2 separate regions of the Macaca mulatta genome follow, and region 2 is linked to region 1. Evidence: chromatin contacts called from public Hi-C data. All regions are on one chromosome and are shown on one strand. Each heading gives the region's core, a stretch centred on a gene start, on an enhancer-like site or on the middle of the called end of the contact. The rest is flanking DNA. Distances are from core to core; before and after follow the strand shown. Region 1 has its middle 310 kb from the start of PITRM1. Region 2 has its middle 55 kb from the start of AKR1E2.

What was found. A called contact is a pair of places that touch in the nucleus more often than the background predicts.
Region 2: a contact with region 1 is called in a Hi-C map of fetal cortical plate, with 2.5 times the contacts expected there. The contact joins two enhancer-like sites. A contact is called at or near these places in 2 of 14 Hi-C or Micro-C datasets (fetal cortical plate and fibroblasts).

Annotation. Positions count from the first base shown.
Region 1 is chr9:5,018,140-5,022,619 of T2T-MMU8v2.0, reverse strand. No RefSeq gene overlaps it. Among named protein-coding and RNA genes, the nearest start is that of PITRM1, 310 kb to the right of the region's middle. Within about 2 kb of position 2,454, at least 12 of the 40 cell types and tissues checked have an H3K27ac peak or open chromatin away from gene starts, as enhancers often do.
Region 2 is chr9:6,373,312-6,378,025 of T2T-MMU8v2.0, reverse strand. No RefSeq gene overlaps it. Among named protein-coding and RNA genes, the nearest start is that of AKR1E2, 55 kb to the left of the region's middle. Within about 2 kb of position 2,070, at least 8 of the 40 cell types and tissues checked have an H3K27ac peak or open chromatin away from gene starts, as enhancers often do.

The DNA.
Region 1 (4,480 bases), core at 1,205-3,704:
AGAGACGGCGGGGAGCCTAGCCGCTGAGATACTTTTGGATTCAAAAAAAAGTGACCAAGAAAGTAACCAAAAAAGTTTTGATCAGCAAAGAGAGACTTTGTTGAAAATCCATTTGAAGAGGGGGAAGTCGCAGCATGGGACGTCCGATGTAGCATGAATAACAGAGAGAATAGAGGAGGAAGTGCTGGGAGAAATCTGGACTCTTCCCAAGAAAGGGTTTCTATAGAGGGGGCCCGGCTTCTCTCTGTCGGAGGCCTCTCGGGACAGCGTCAGGGGGTTAAGAAAGGGCTTCTATAGAGGGGCCCTGCTTCTCTCAGGCCTCTCAGGACAGCGTCAGGGTGTTTTGAAGTCGGTCCTAAGATACGAGATTGTCAAAAAGGCATGTGTCAATTATTCTGTGGTTTTTGACTACACACACACACACACACACACACACACACACACGCACACACAGAAACTCCGAAAATATTTTATGGTGTTTCTTAGTAAAAAATAAATTAGAAAATCCCCCCCCCAACCTTTTTTTTTTTTGGAGACAAAGCGTGTTGCCCAGGCTAGAGTGCGGTGGTGCGATCTCGGCTCACTGCAACCTCCGCCTCCCAGGTTCAAGTGATTCTTCTGCCTCAGATTCCCAAGTAGCTTGGATTACAGATGCTTGCCACCCTGCCCAGCTAATTTTTGTATTTTTAGTAGAGACTGGGTTTCACCATGTTGGCCAGGCTCGTCTGGAACTCCTGAACTCAGGTGATCCACCCACCTCAGCCTCCCAAAGTGCTGGGATTACAAGAGGGAGCTACCACACCTAGCCAAAAATTCCCTTTTGAAACTCAGTGCATAGTTCGTACCGGGAAAATAAAAGTAATGCTAGGTTCCACTGCCTGCTGCTCTTGAGATGCTGAAGTCTTGTTGTGGGGCTGAGCACGGGGCCTCTCTCTCTTGCCCTTTGCTCCCAGGAGGCATGAGCTCATCCAGGGAAAACTCCCCACATGTGGTTGGGACCCTGTCCTGGGTATGGCGATGGCTACTGTTGCTTTCCAACACCACCTGGCAATAGTCATCCGGTTCTCTCTCCCCGGATAAAGTTCAGTGACACGTAGCACACCCGGCCTTCATCAATTTCTCAGGAAGATGATATGGTTAAGCCCGTGTGATACATTCCTATGGATGCTGGAGTTTTAGTGTTCTTGATTTTGAAGCTAAAAGCAGTCACCCTTAGAAGGGATTGTTCTCGTGTCTTTGTTGACATAACAGCAAATAGGAAAACACAGGTACCTATTAACACGGGGCCAGCAACACACAGCCCACTGCCGATATACCGGAGTCCCACATCAGCGGATTCAACCAACCGCAGATGGAACAAACAATACAAAATAACATGGCCTGGGGCGATGACTCACATCTGTAATCCCAGCACTTTGGGATGCAAAGGGAGGTGGATCACTTGACGTCAGGAGTTTGACACCAGCCTGGCCAATATGGTAAAACCCTGTCTCTACTAAAAGTACAAAAATTAACCTGGCATGGTTGTGCATGCCTGTAGTCCCAGCTACTTGGGAGGCTGAGGCTCAAGAATTGCTTGAACACAGGAGGCAGAAGCTGTAGTAAGCTGAGATAGCACCGCTGCACTCCAGCCTGGGTGACAGAGTGAGACTGCATCTCAAAAAAAGAAAAAAAGACAATAACAATAATACAAACAAAAAACACAGCACAACAACTATTTCAATGGCATTTATATTGTATTAGATATCCATAAGGATTCTAGAGATGATTTAAAGCAAATGGGAGGATGTATGTCGGTTATAGGCAAACACTACACCATTTTGTAGATTTCGGTAGTCACTGATGTTGTGGGGAGGGTGTGCTGGAGTCAGTTCCCCAGGGATACCGAGGATGACTGCATTCAAGCTGAAACTTGGCCTACGCTTGGGAAAATGTCCAGTTTTCAAGGTGGTACCTTCAGCTGTTTCACAGGAAAGATCAACTTGGGCTTTTCCTCTGGGAGCCAGACACAAAGCAGTGTCTCCTTCAGGTTCACTGCTACAGAAAACCTGCACATCTTTTCCCTCAATAATTGAGGTGTTGGTGTTCCTTCTCCTTCTCTGGCCACATTTTGCTCTAACTCAAATTCCTCAAATAAGAGTGAGATAGCACACACTGGGAAAAATCCAACTCTCAGTAGAGTTCGAGGCCTGGCAGCGTCAGTGGCGGGCATGTCCAAGCCTCTCCCTGTTGGAGCTGATTCTGTTCAAGACAGGGAGCAGCTGATGCTTTGGGGAACTGAAGTGGGCGCCCCCCCACACACACCATCTCTACTCCCACCCGCTCTCAGACCCGAATGGGAACAGCTGTTTCAGCAAGACTCTGAAATATTAGACTTCGCTGCGGTTTAGTCCTGTCCTAGAGTCTGCAGAACTTTTTTGGCTGTTTGCAAGGGCGTAATGAGTCATGCATTTCACAAGCATTTTCTAAAAAGGGGAAACGCCTCCCTATTTGAAATAAGATTCTCCTATGAAAAGAAACTGTGTCAAAAACACCAAAGGACTAATCCACGCACTGTGTAACTTTCATTCCCTCTGCTTGAGTCTCTGCTGAAGACCGGTTTTAACTGTTAGAAGCCTGAAACCCAATCCTGTTATAAATCAAGAAGCCAAATTCCCTTTGGGCTTACGTCGGAGCAAACAAATCAGTGCTTCCTCTAATACTAAAGATTAGGTCACAGGCCAGAGGAAACCTAACCTGCTTTGTGGGTTTACAGCTGAAAGTGCTGTGCAGAAGAAAGAGAGACAGAGGGAGAGAGAGAAGAAAGAAGGAAGGAAGGAAGGAAGGAAGGAAGGAAGGAAGGAAGGAAGGAAGGAAGGAAGGAAGGAAGGAAGGAAGGGAGGGAAAGAAAGAGAAGAAAGAGAAAGAAAGAGAAAGAGAGAGAGAAGAAAGAGAAAGAGAGAGAGAAGAAAGAAAGAGAAAGACAGAAAGACAGAAAGAAGAAAGAAGAAAGAAAGAAGGAAAGAAAGAAAGAAAAAGAGACAAAGAGAAAAAGAAAGAAAGAAAGAAAAAAAATTCTTGGCCTAACCCTTGACCGAATGTGAAATGCATGTCATAGGTGGATGGAATGTCGTTCTCCTCCTTGAAATCATCATTTTTAGCAACAGATTCATAACACAGTCACTTTTCCATAACAGCATCTCCACGTTCTTTTGATCCTTAATAACCATCCCAGGCACCAAAGCAACTGTCAGTTTCTATCATGAGCACTTTCCTGATACCTTAAAAATTTTCAGAGTCTGGGCTCGTAATTTCTCTTTATGTCCCTGTAAACCCCACATCAATCTCTACTTCCCTGCCCTTTCATCCAACTGAGGCTGAGAACTTTCTCCCCAAAGAAAGAAAAGCCAGGCATTCAGAGTCAGATGTGGTGTGGACTGTTTCTGGTTAGATGACTCAGGCCATTTTTGTGGATTTCCCAAGATGCTTTCTGAAATTCTGTTGAAAAATATCTTGTGGGATCTGGTAACAAATTAAACAAAAGACAAACCACCAAGTGCTTGCCTGTTTGAATAGGCCAACCACAAAATACTCTGATTCACGGTGACCTATCACGGGGGAGAAGCAGCTCTGGCTCATCAGTTAAATTCTAACTTCCACAAACCCCAGCTCCCTGGATTCCTTTCTGAGGCTTAATGAAAGATAGAGGGGAGTTGGCTGCCTTTCAAATAATTCTAAGGCTCATGACACCAAGATACTTTTTAAGGTTTCAGAAAACTTGCCCTCCTCAGCTGACCATGCCAAGATGCACTGGTGGCTTTGGTTTGCATTATTTTGCCATCTTCAGTTTTAAAAGTATTGAGAGACATAGGATGCTTGTTTGTTTTCATTTTGTTTTAATTCCAGGGGGCTAAGTAATCACTTAATACATATTTTCTTTGACAATTAACAAAAGTGATTCATACATTTTGTGGAAGTCTATTTTCTTTCCAACGGCACATGCCCACATTTCTTTGGTGACTTACTCACAGAGCAAAACAATAAGCACCGAATCTGTTTTTCACCAACCAGGATTTCTCGCCAGGCTTTTCCCAGCACACTTCATGCAGATGGAATTTCTGGCTCACTCTTCGTCCTCGCTGTTGTTGTTGTGTTTGTTGAGGTTGTCGTTGGGTGTTTTCCTCTGAACTGAAAAAGGGATATATCTGTGCTCTCCCTGATCTCTCGGGAAGCTGACAAAACAAAGAAGCATACACTTCCAGCACACACAGCCCTGCCCAACCCCGTGGTGTAGTTTGTCCTGCCTGAATACACGAACCACAAAGTGCGCTCATTCACAAACACACAACTTGTTTTCCTGAACAACAGCGCCTCCCGCGACCCCTGGGAAGGATATTCCCCAGCTGCCCGGCAGATGTCCTGCCCCGCCGCATGGGTGTGGAATTTGCAGAGGAACCCCCAAGACGCTGTAATTTGCTTGCTCTTGGTAAAGTTGTTTTGT
Region 2 (4,714 bases), core at 821-3,320, 1.4 Mb before region 1:
GTTTATAAAGTTTAACCAAATTCTCCTTGTTTTAATGCCTAAGCATCACCCACTACTGTGCCTCACATGTCCCAGTGTGAAGTCTCTCTGAATCAATTTCTTTCTGTATTGGGGAGGTATGGTTACTAGTCTCAGATTAATGGTTGCAAATATACAGTTTGATAAAATAAATAAGACTGATAGATTAGTAGGGTGACTATAGTCTACAATAATTATCGTATATTTCAAAATATCTAAAAAAGAATAATTTCAATATTTCTAGCATAAAGAAAAGACAAATATTCAAGGTGATAGACATCCTAGTTGCACTGGTTTTATCTTTATTGATTACATGAATGCATTAAATTATCACGTGTGTCCTGAAAGTGTGTACATCTATTATACATCAGTTAGAAAACATTTAAAAACTCAGATGCCTGATCACTATTTATTCCAGCTGTCAATTGGCCCTCCTGGTTTTGAACCCCGTCAGTTCACTGCACTTGCAAAACTCAGAACCTCTCGTTTTTTATCTTTCCCCATTCTTTAGTGAAAAATCCTCTTGAGATTCAGCTTCCTTTGTTCTGCTAAGTCAGTTTCCGCCGTCCCCGTCCAAATATTTGTTAATGTCTCTCGTCCACTGCAGCCTCTCCTTTCAGTCACCTGTCTGTGAATTTATACTTCTTCTCTATCATTTCAGCAGGATTTGCGGAAGGAGCAGACATAGGCGAGCATGTGTCTAATCTACTACATTTACCCAGAGTTCCTATAATTTATTTGCTTAGAAATGTTATGAAGCTTTTACAAAATAATATGACATCCATAATGCATTATTTAATAGAGCAGAACCTTGCATTTTATGAGTTTATCGTTCATGCAAAAGTAATAGAAACCTGAAGGAGAATTGCAAGGCTTGAGGCTGAAAAACATCTAATTTATGGAATTTGAGAATTGTAGCATCCCTGGGGTAGAGTTGGGTGTTTCTCTTTGTGGCAGATCTTCTCCTTACTCTGGAATAAAATGATCTGGTGAGTATAGATTCACACATATGGTGAAGTTTCAGTATAAACTCATGCAGGATTCAGGTTGGAGCCTAGTCATTATTCTTGGTACAAAGGATTAACCCAAATACAGTTTCTTCATTTGGAGCTACTGTACATTTATTTAGAAATGGAAATTGGATATATAAACAAGGCAGTATCTTTGTACAATAGAGCATTTTACCCCTAATTTTAGATTTGAATTATTCAATGAAGAAACATGAGGCATAGGCTTTCAGGAATGTGGAGGCCATGCTACTTGTAGAAGCATGATCTCCACTCAATACTCTGAAGAAAACTCTATGGAAGGACGTGGCTTGACTACCACGTCCAACTAATGATTCGCTCTTCTTTAGAAGGTTATTTAAGAGCAGATAAATATGACTTTGGAGAAAATGGACTATTTCATTTGTGTTTTTTGGTGACCAAACCATTTTTTGAGTTTCTGCTTTCTTCTTAAGTAAATAGCTATGTTTATTGTCAATTAATGTGGAACAGGAAAGAAGGCAGGACCCAGATGTCTGCCATTGTTTTGAGAAAGGATATTGGTAGGTTTTCCCAAGCCATCTCCGCCAACCCTCCTTGACACCCTTTGTCCTGGGATCTGGCTCAGCAGGCACACTTATGGGGGGTGGCACATATTCTCAGAGGCTGGGAAGTTTATGGGGAAGAAGGGGAATGAACCCCACATCCAGAGACAGAATTACCTGAAACTTTAACATTCAGGGACTCTTGTTTGATAAATCCCTCCAAAATCTTGGGAGAGGCTTCCTCCGTGGCAATATGTTTCCTAAGTCATGTTTTATAAATGGCTGCTTTTTATAGAAATTTATTTAATGAAGAAGAATCAGATTTTCTTCTGATTCAAAGCCCCAGGAATGGATGAATCACATGCCCATTTCCGACTGTATCTGCTCTCCTTTCTTCGCTGGAACTTTCTCAGCCAAAAGCATCGTTTGGAAGAAGCAAAAACAATCTTATCTAAATGGATGTATGCAGAGAGGACTTTGTATTTACAAAGAATTTGTTTTATTTCCTGCTTCCTGTAGATGGAGCTAAATCCTTAAGCATATGTTTACATGTGCTGGAATTCCCAGGAAGGAGATCTTTGAAAGACAGTAATAATGTCTGCTGCTGAAGGCTTTTAATTCTTTTGACAATAAGTGGTGCTACGATGTGCACAATTCAGTGCTAAAGAAGGAAAGTTATTTGCAGGCAGAATCCTGTACCTGCCTCCTAGTCTCTGCAGAGAACAGAGTTTGTCCTTGAATAGAAATGGCCAGCAGTGTTACTGTTGCTGTGTTTTGTATTTTGTCTAAGGTCATATTCAACTTCTTTTTTTTCTCATAAAAAATTAAACTGTTAAACTGCCCATTATCCATTGTCCTTTTACACGGGTGTTTCCTGGTCTTGTCTGTTGCTCAGTGTGCTTGAATGACCATGTATGACAAATAGTAATGAGCTCATAGTATTTTCCTTAGTCAGTTAATAAACAGTGCATATCTTTGGAAGAAGAGACACACTTTATTACTTCCCCATATGGTTTCAAAGGGATGTGAGAACACAATGAGTCAGGCCAACAGGACACTTAAAAAAAGAAACAGAAAAAAAAAAAGATTTTAAAGAATCTTATTGTGTTTCTCCCAAGTTGCTCATAGCAACTTATTTGATTCTAGAAATAGGCAAAGAAATTTTATACCTTAATAAGAAAAGAAAAAGATAAATAATATTTCAGGGAGTTGAAATATCAATATTTATATGGAAAACAATTGTATTAAGTGAGTCCACATGTGTCTTACGTGCTTTTTAGTGTATCCAAGACAGCATTAAACACATGTTACTTCTTAAAAAAAATAAATGACCCCTAAAAAGTTTTTTAAGAGATTTTTCTACTTTTTTCCAATTAGCTTCCATTTTTGTAACTAGTACAGTAATTCACAGGCAAAGTAAAAACAAACCAGCAGGGCGCGGTGGCTCAAGCCTGTAATCCCAGCACTTTGGGAGGCCAAGGCGGGTGGAGCACGAGGTCAGGAGATCAAGACCATCCTGGCTAGCACAGTGAAACCCTGTCTCTACTAAAAATACAAAAAAAATTAACTGGGCATGGTGGTGGGCGCCTGTAGTCCCAGCTACTAGGGAGGCCGAGGCGGGAGAATGACTTGAACCCGGGAGGCAGAGCTTGCAGTGCACAGAGATCGTGCCACTGCACTCCAGCCTGGGCGACAGAGCGAGACTCCATCTCAAAAAAAAAAAAAAAAAAGGTAAAACAAACTGATTATAACATAAAATATTACTTTGAGCTATTTTGAGTATTTTTAAACTTCATAATTATTTGAAACCAGGAAGCAAGAAATGCTGGAATCAAAGTTAATTTCAGGCTCCAAATTTTTAAGCTGCGTATTAAAACCTCTCTCATCTTATGTACATTTTAAATTCTTTAAAGTTATGAAATTTTCAAAAATCAAATATATATTTTATTTGGATTATACATAAATTTGCAGATTGAGTTAATTTTATTCATATATGAGCTTTAAATTTATATCCCTAATAATTCTCAGAAACATCAGAGTACTCAGTTTTGTAGGCTGGTTAGCATTTTGATATATCATTTACTATTAGTTTTTAGAGGTTAGAGCATCAATGAAAAGAAATATTGGTACTATAGAGGCAAGTTCTGAAATCTGTGGTTTCCGAGTCAACATTCAGGATTGTTCTTTTAAAAAACAATATAATTAACATTGCTCAAAGTTACATTTACTATACTACAAAGAGTCTCTTGTTTTGATTTATTAGGAAGACATTAACAGCATATTCTTTTTTATGCAGTTTTCTTAAGACTCCATTAAAACAAATGGCTTTCCGGTCTGTGCCCCCTTCCAGGTCAGCTAACAATTTTATATTGATTTGCAAAAGAGACTCCATTATAAAAACCTTTTGTAATTATCTAAATTCCATGTGTTTAGGAAGCTTTTGAACCATCCAGGAATAGGCTAATTTCCGTAATGGTGAGAAAGAATTGTATAGTGGATACAATAAATGCTTGTCTACTTACTTAGGCTTGTGTATGAATCTGTAAGTGTATGATTTGCTAATTTTGTTAAAAAAAATAGTAAAAATTCCAATCTTCATTTGTATTGTTTCCTATATAAAAAAGCAAAGCATTAGCAATTATAGTTATATTTCTTAGTAATGTACTGTCAATCAGCTATCTTGAAAATGGAACTGGGAAACCAGAACTTAATATTCAATGTGATAAGGAAATTTGAATTCATTTTATATACCATAAAGCTCATAAAAGTTATTAATAAGTAACCATAAGAATGGATTTAAAAATACTTAAAACATACCAATTGACAGATTTGTAAACATCATTGAAAAAGTTGGAGATAGCTTGGCCGAGATATCTACAGCACCTTTACACTTTAAAATTTTCATATCAATATGCCTTCTTATGAGGTATGTGTTTGCTGTGTTGACCATGTTCAAATTAGTTATTTCAAATTCCCCTTTGTTTAGGACTCTTGAAAGCACACAGGACTAACTGAGTTAGGACAATGGACTTCCAGTGCTCCCTTGGCTGTTGCCTTATTTAATAAGGCCTGGCTTGTGCAGTCACTAGTTGGATTGGATTATGTTCTTCCTGACATTTCCATTCACTCTGTTGCCCAGCCCTAATATGTTAAGCAAGATGAGCT